Linked DNA regions of Pan troglodytes: region 2 is linked to region 1. The links are chromatin contacts, called in public Hi-C maps. All regions are on one chromosome and are shown on one strand. Each heading gives the region's core, a stretch centred on a gene start, on an enhancer-like site or on the middle of the called end of the contact. The rest is flanking DNA. Distances are from core to core; before and after follow the strand shown. Region 1 has its middle 410 kb from the start of XIRP2. Region 2 has its middle 77 kb from the start of B3GALT1.

Evidence for each region. Hi-C and Micro-C count contacts between places; a contact is called where the count stands out from the background.
Region 2: a contact with region 1 is called in a Hi-C map of stem cell-derived neural progenitor cells, with 6 times the contacts expected there. The contact joins two enhancer-like sites. A contact is called at or near these places in 1 of 7 Hi-C or Micro-C datasets (stem cell-derived neural progenitor cells) and 1 of 1 datasets of contacts at active chromatin or transcription factors (stem cell-derived excitatory neurons).

The regions. Positions count from the first base shown.
Region 1 is chr13:69,308,808-69,312,001 of NHGRI_mPanTro3-v2.0_pri, reverse strand. No RefSeq gene overlaps it. Among named protein-coding and RNA genes, the nearest start is that of XIRP2, 410 kb to the right of the region's middle. Within about 2 kb of position 1,476, at least 23 of the 24 cell types and tissues checked have an H3K27ac peak or open chromatin away from gene starts, as enhancers often do. A contact at or near this core is called in stem cell-derived neural progenitor cells, where this site is marked.
Region 2 is chr13:69,957,236-69,960,429 of NHGRI_mPanTro3-v2.0_pri, reverse strand. No RefSeq gene overlaps it. Among named protein-coding and RNA genes, the nearest start is that of B3GALT1, 77 kb to the right of the region's middle. Within about 2 kb of position 1,614, at least 6 of the 24 cell types and tissues checked have an H3K27ac peak or open chromatin away from gene starts, as enhancers often do. A contact at or near this core is called in stem cell-derived neural progenitor cells, where this site is marked.

The sequences.
Region 1 (3,194 bases), core at 227-2,726:
GCCTTCTGCGGAAGGCTTTGCAGCACGGGTGGAACTCTCAACAGCTTTATCAAATAAGATAATCTAATATGAAACAAAAACGCTCTGGAGGCAGCTGGGTACCCTAACCTGGTTACTCTGCGTGGTTAACGTGCCCTAGGTCTGATGGACCAGACCCCAGCGGGCCTGAACTTTGTCGGAAGGCGGAGCCGCCAGGCATTTGGCAGCTGCCAGAGGCGCACCAGGCCGGGTCTCAACCTGGGAGGTCAGCGGGCCAAAGCGGCCTGGGGAGGCAGTGGCCCCACCTGGACGCCGGGCCGTCGGGCGTCCGAGCCCCGCTCTGCCTCCACCAAGCTGTCCCGCTGCGCCCTACGCCGCCACCAGGCAGGAGGAGCCGCTACCAGTACCTCAGAGTGGGACTCTCCATCCTCAAGTCTGCGCTCCAGAAAAGTGTAGCAAGCCTCCCACGCGGGGCTTCAGACACCTAAAAGTCGCCACTCCCCCAAGAGTAACCTCCACCCCCACCCCCAACTTCTCTTTCCTCCTTTTCTTCAGCAATGTGGACCAACAGTTACTTTTCCCTCTCCTCCCTTCCCCTCCGAAGTCCCCGGGGCAAAGTGGGACTTTGGGGAGCCTCGTGGAACGCGCCTCTCCCCTGGCGCGCCAGGTCCACAGCTCCTTTTAATCACCGCAATAAAGTTCAATTTGCTCGGCTCTTTACGAGCCACGGTGGACTTTCCCGTGCGCTCCGTGCGTTCTACCTCCCGCCGAGCCAACAGCATCCTACTCACTCCAGCCCAGCTTGGGTCCTTGAAGGACGTCGGGCCACGCAGAGGGGACCCACTGTTCTCGCTGCAAAGTGCCCCAAGCCGCGCGCGCGCACACACGCATCCACATCCACACTCACACAATGCCATCCCCGCGCTGTCAAAGTCTGTCAGCGCGGAAGGGAGAACGCACCAGCTGGAGCCGCACGGGCGCGGGCAGTAGCCCAGCCCAGCGTCGGGACACACAGTCCGGGTCCCAACACCTTCGTCGGGATGCCCCGGCCACCACGCGCCTCGTAACCCCCAAAGACCACGCCAGCCGTCCCGGGGGCCTCGCGGGCGCTGCCGGACAGAACCTTACCCGCGGGGCGCGTGGTCTCCGGCCGCTGGGCTGGCGCGCGGGCCACAGGGACGCTGCAGCCAGGGTCCCGAAGATGCTGCTGCTCCGCTGCCGCTGCCCCGATCCCCGGCGCCAGCATCACTTCTCTGCCGCCCCCGCCTCCTCGTGCTCCGCTCTCTCGGCCGCCCCTCCCCGGCGGCCGCCTGCAAGACCGGCAGCGCCGGCGGCGCGGCGGGGTGGGCAGCAGCGGAGGCGGCGGCGGCGCCCGCGCGAGCTCGCCCAGCTGCACTAGCCGAGCAGCCGCGGCGGCAGCCGAAGCACCCGAGCCCGGCTGCGCTTCCCCGGCGATGGCTCTGGCCTCGGCGACTGACAACGCCCGGCAGCCAATCGCTGCCTCGCCCCGCTCGGCGGGGGGAGACCAATCAGAGCGGAAGGCCCAAGGTTTTCCTCCGCCTTTGCTCAGCGGGCTTGTTTCCGGGAGAGGCAGCGACGCTGCTGGGGTTTGGGATGGGGGAGGCGCGGGAGGGGCGCAGGATGGGGGACTCGTGGCCCCGTAGCCTTAGGTGAGAAGGGAAAGCCGGGCCCGCAGGGGTGGGCCTGGGGCGCTTTCTGACCGCCAGGAGCCCGCGGCTTGGCAGGAAAGGGCGCCGCCGGGTGACTCTGTCCCCAGAGCCTCGTCCCTGCGGTTCAGCGTCTTGGCATCGCTGGGGCGAGGGGGGAGCGGGGAGGGGTCGCGGGACCCGAGTACGAACGGCGCGGCTGGAGAGCGAATCCCAGGAGGTGGTCGCCGCCTTGAAGGAATCACGCGAACAGTCACCAGACAGCGCCCCCGTCCTTCTCCCTTTGGCAGCTGAAAAGAGTACTACTTCTTAGGCTTCGAACCACTCCTCATAGTAATCAGCCACGAAGTGTCCCCAGCTAGCAAAGAGGCACACGGAGAAATGTCGGAGTTGTAGGCAGAGTGGACCTTCCCCATCTTCCCTCCAAATAAACGCCCCTCACCTCCCCACCCCAAACGCAACAAACAAACAAACAAAAAACCTTGAGAATGGGGAAAGATAATTTAAGCAGCCAACCTAATCGGTTTGCTTCATTTTTTCCTTTTTCTTTGGATAATCAAGTCTGAATGTTCTAATAGTTTTTATTTTTAATGTGTGTTTGACTCAAACACTAGCGAAGTAATGTTATTTAGCAATAAAAGAAAAAGAAAACAAAAGCCACAAAATGTTTTTCTGCACCACTCTCCCCTAAATTGTAATGATCTTCCCTTATGGAACATTTTTAGTTTCTTTAGTACAAATATGTTTGAATGGCTCAGAGTTCTACCAATAAGTTTATATTACAATGTTCTAGTAAAAAAAAAAAAGTTGTACATGAAGGTTTTAATAAGCTTGGGACCTTCCCAAAGTGACCCTCTCTGATAAATAGTCATACCCACCTCACAACGTTGTTGTGAGGGTCAAAAATCAAGTGTGTATATCAGCTACATAGTTGACAAATTGCTGGAATTCAATGTGTCTTAGCTATGATGCTGAAGCTCTTCTTGCTAATTGTATTTTTAAGGGATCCTTTTTGTTTGCAATAATAATCACCCTTTTCTTCACTTACCTTACTCTTTAAAAACTCCATATATCCTGTGATCACCAAAACAAACCCTGTCTAAATTTTACTAGCATTATGAGGAAAATTTGATTGCAAAATAGATGTGTATTGCCATCTTTTAGTACTATAGAAAGTACGTGCATATCATCACTGTTTTTTCCAATTCTCTTATGCCTTCCTCCCCTTCAGTAATTTGACCAATGTAGTTTGGGAGCCAGATGATCTCTTCTTAAAAGAACTGGCTGTGCTAATAGATAAGTTCATTTTTTTAAGGCTAAAAACAGAGAATATGGACCACACCACACTAGATTTTTAATCTAGAGAGGGGTTTTTGTTGTTTTGTTTTCAGAAATTGTATATGTAGTTCTTTATTATTGTGCAATGACATAAAATCAGCACCCTAATTGACTATATGAGGTAATAAAGGGGAAAAATGAATAATGAAGGAATAAAAGAGTGAAGTTGAAATCTAGGAGAGAAAGAAAAATGTATTTATTCAAAAATAT
Region 2 (3,194 bases), core at 365-2,864, 650 kb before region 1:
TGTGTTAGGTAATATTAAGTTCAAAATCAACATGTGATCAGAATCAGATTGAGTACATTCAGGTAGTTTTTTATATACTTAAGTCTTCTTTTTCTCTTCCACACTCTGTGGGAAAAAAGGAACTCAGTGAATCAAAATGAAATGGAGAATTGAGGAAAAGCACAACCACACGGCCTACCGAGATGCCAGTGCTGTTCATGCTTATTGGGAAAGGCTGAATTCAGGTCCACCACACTATTTTCCCATTCTAGAGCATTGTATGAAGCTTGGTCCTATACATTATTGAGTTTGAGTCCCACAGTAGTTCTGTGATAATGTGGATACGTGCACTAAGGAACAGTATTAAGATCTATGTCTTACTGTGTGTTGTACCAAAAAGTTTGAAAGCCACTGCTTTGAGCCATTTTGAATGTTTTCTGGCTATTACTTGCAGCCCAAAGCAGTCACTCTGCTAAGCACATTATACTATCTCATTTAATCTTAACTCTGTCAGTTAAGTGTTATTACTCCCATTTTAAAGTGGAGAAAACTAAGTCTTGGAAAGACTAAGCTGCCCAAGATAACAAAATTAGTACTACAATATGAAGCAGGAATTCGAATGTAGGTTTATGGGGTTCCAAAGCCCATGCTCTTAATCATTATATCAGACAACCTCCTAATATAAGACAAGACACACTTTACTTCAGGTTTGCTGTGGGCCAGACATTAAGCCAAAAGCTTTTCCTACATTACCTTTCTGAAGCCTTTCCAACAACTTTAGGAAACTGGTTTCACTATCTGCATTTTATAGATGAGGAAATAGACGTACAGAGATTGTAAGTAACTTCTCCAAGGTCAGCCAGCTAGTAAACGGCAGAGGGGATTTGAACCTAATTCAGTCTGACTCGAGAGAATTTCCACTATACCATGCTGCCTTTCAAAGGGCAAATCCAGGTTTTGTGGAGCCTAAAGTTTATACATTTTGGAGTAAGAGACTCAACGTTTTGGGTACAAAATTATTTGCAGAAAATTAGGTAGAGTCTTGGAAGAGGCCTTGAAGATTATTGCTGGTCACTCCACCACCGTGCCATAGGCTTTTCATTGCACTTGCTTTTTATTTTGTTATTTGTATTATAACTAGCTTTTATGTTCTTCAGTCCCTTTTGTGATATGCCTTACAAATCCAGAAAGGTAAGTAATTTTCCCAAGATCAAAGAACAAGAAATAGTTGTATGAAAAGGGACCATTTCAGTGTGATTCTTTATCTTAAATAGACTTAAAAAATACAACTAAAAAATTTTAAATAAAAATAAACCAATTACATTCTGTGGTAGTAACATGTAAAACCCTAATGTCTTCTGCTGCAGCTTTGCTGCTGACTGTGTGACCTCACTCAAGTTCCATTTTACTTCATTAAGCCTCGGTGTACTCATTTTTAGATTGAGAGGGATTAATTAGTTGATTATTAACTTCCTTTCCAACATGAACATTCTAGAGGCCTAATTGAGCAGAGGAAGGAATAAACCGGTTGCTGCTTGACTGAACTGGTCCATCCATTCAGCTGTAACAGTTGAGCTGTTGGTGAATAGGGCTTTAGAAATTCCAATCAGCTAATTAGGGTCTTTTGTTATAGCAAAGAATTGTACAGGGAGAGTCAGGGACAATCTACTGGAGGTTACAAAGAGGTGGAGGGTCATTGCTCTACAATGCAGCTTTATTGCTTTCTGCTTTTTCCCCTGGAGCCTCTTAAAGAAAGCTGGTGGGCAGGAGGAGGGGGAGAGAAAGAGACAGCCTCATCTTCATCCTGCAAAAATCTGCAGACAGCTCTAGGCATCAGGTGAGCATAGCCCTAAGGGCTCCTCTCAGGATCTGGGCTGCTTTTGTGGATATTATGGTGGCACCATCCCTCTTGCTTGGAGCTTTCCCCTTCTTTTGGGTGTGGCTGTGAATCGGGGTATGAATGGCCAGAACAGACAGTGGGCATAACTGAGGAAGCGAGAAGTGAGGAGGAAAGAGTCTGACAAATAGTCCTACCCACTCTCAACTGGAGAAAGATAAGGTTCATGAATTTGGAAAGGAGAGCTCTATTTCTCATAAACGGTTGCAGCCTGCAGGGTGACCTTCTCACAGGCTAGGAAGCATAGCCTCTGGCCAGATGCCAGGAACAGACACTTTAAGGGAGGGGCAAAGAGAACAGGAATTTATAATCAACAGGGTGGCCAAATATACATATTCAATAAGCTATAGGAGGAGTTATGAATATTTATAAGAGGAGAAATAGGTGCATGTGCGATTGAGCTTCATGCCCCTTCATTTGACCCATATTCAAGAAATGGCGGCCTCAACATGATCTGAGGGTGAAGTTTTCACCCCTCTGATGTCAAAAGGTGAAGCCGAAGACGTGGAAACCCTTTCTGCACATTCTCTGTGGACTGGCCAAGACCACTCAGTGGTTGGTAGTCTCTCATCTGGCGAAAAAGGAGAGGCAGGGTCAGGTGGTTGGGTCGTATCAGAGGAGGAGTCTTTTGAAAAGGTCTGGTTTCTGTTTAGCCCTTAGGGAAGAAAGCCCAATAGCTTTCTTAGCTATTAACTAAGCTAATCAGCTTAGTTAGCAAGGGATGGGGTTCAACAAGATGTGTCTTACTCCCCCCATTCTGTTGCTTCTGGAAAGAGTCCAATCTAGATCCCAAGAGAGGGCTCTTGTACTTCATGCAAGAAAGAATTTGGGGCAAGTCCATAAAGTAAAGTGAAAGCAAGTTTATTAAGAAAGTAAAGGAATAAAAGAATGACTACTCCATAGGCAGAGCAGTGGTATGGGCTGCTCAACTGAGTATACTCATAGTTATTTCTTGATTATATGGTAAACAAAGGGTAGATTATTTATGAGTTTTCCAGGACAGGGGCAGGCGATTCCTGGAATTGAGGGTTCCTCCCACTTGTAGACCATATAGGGTAACTTCTTGGCATTGCCATGGCATTTGTAAATTGTCATGGCTCTGGTAGGTGTGTCTTTTTAGCATGCTGATTTATTGTAATTAGATATAATGAGCAGGGAGGATGAGCAGAGGTCACTTTTGTCACCATCTTGGGTTTGGTGGTTTTTGGCCTGCTTCTTTACTGTATCACGTTTTGTCAGCAGGGTTTTTGTGACCTTTATCTTGTGATACCAGGCCTTACCCACCTCCTCTCCCATCCTGTGACTAACAATGTCTGAC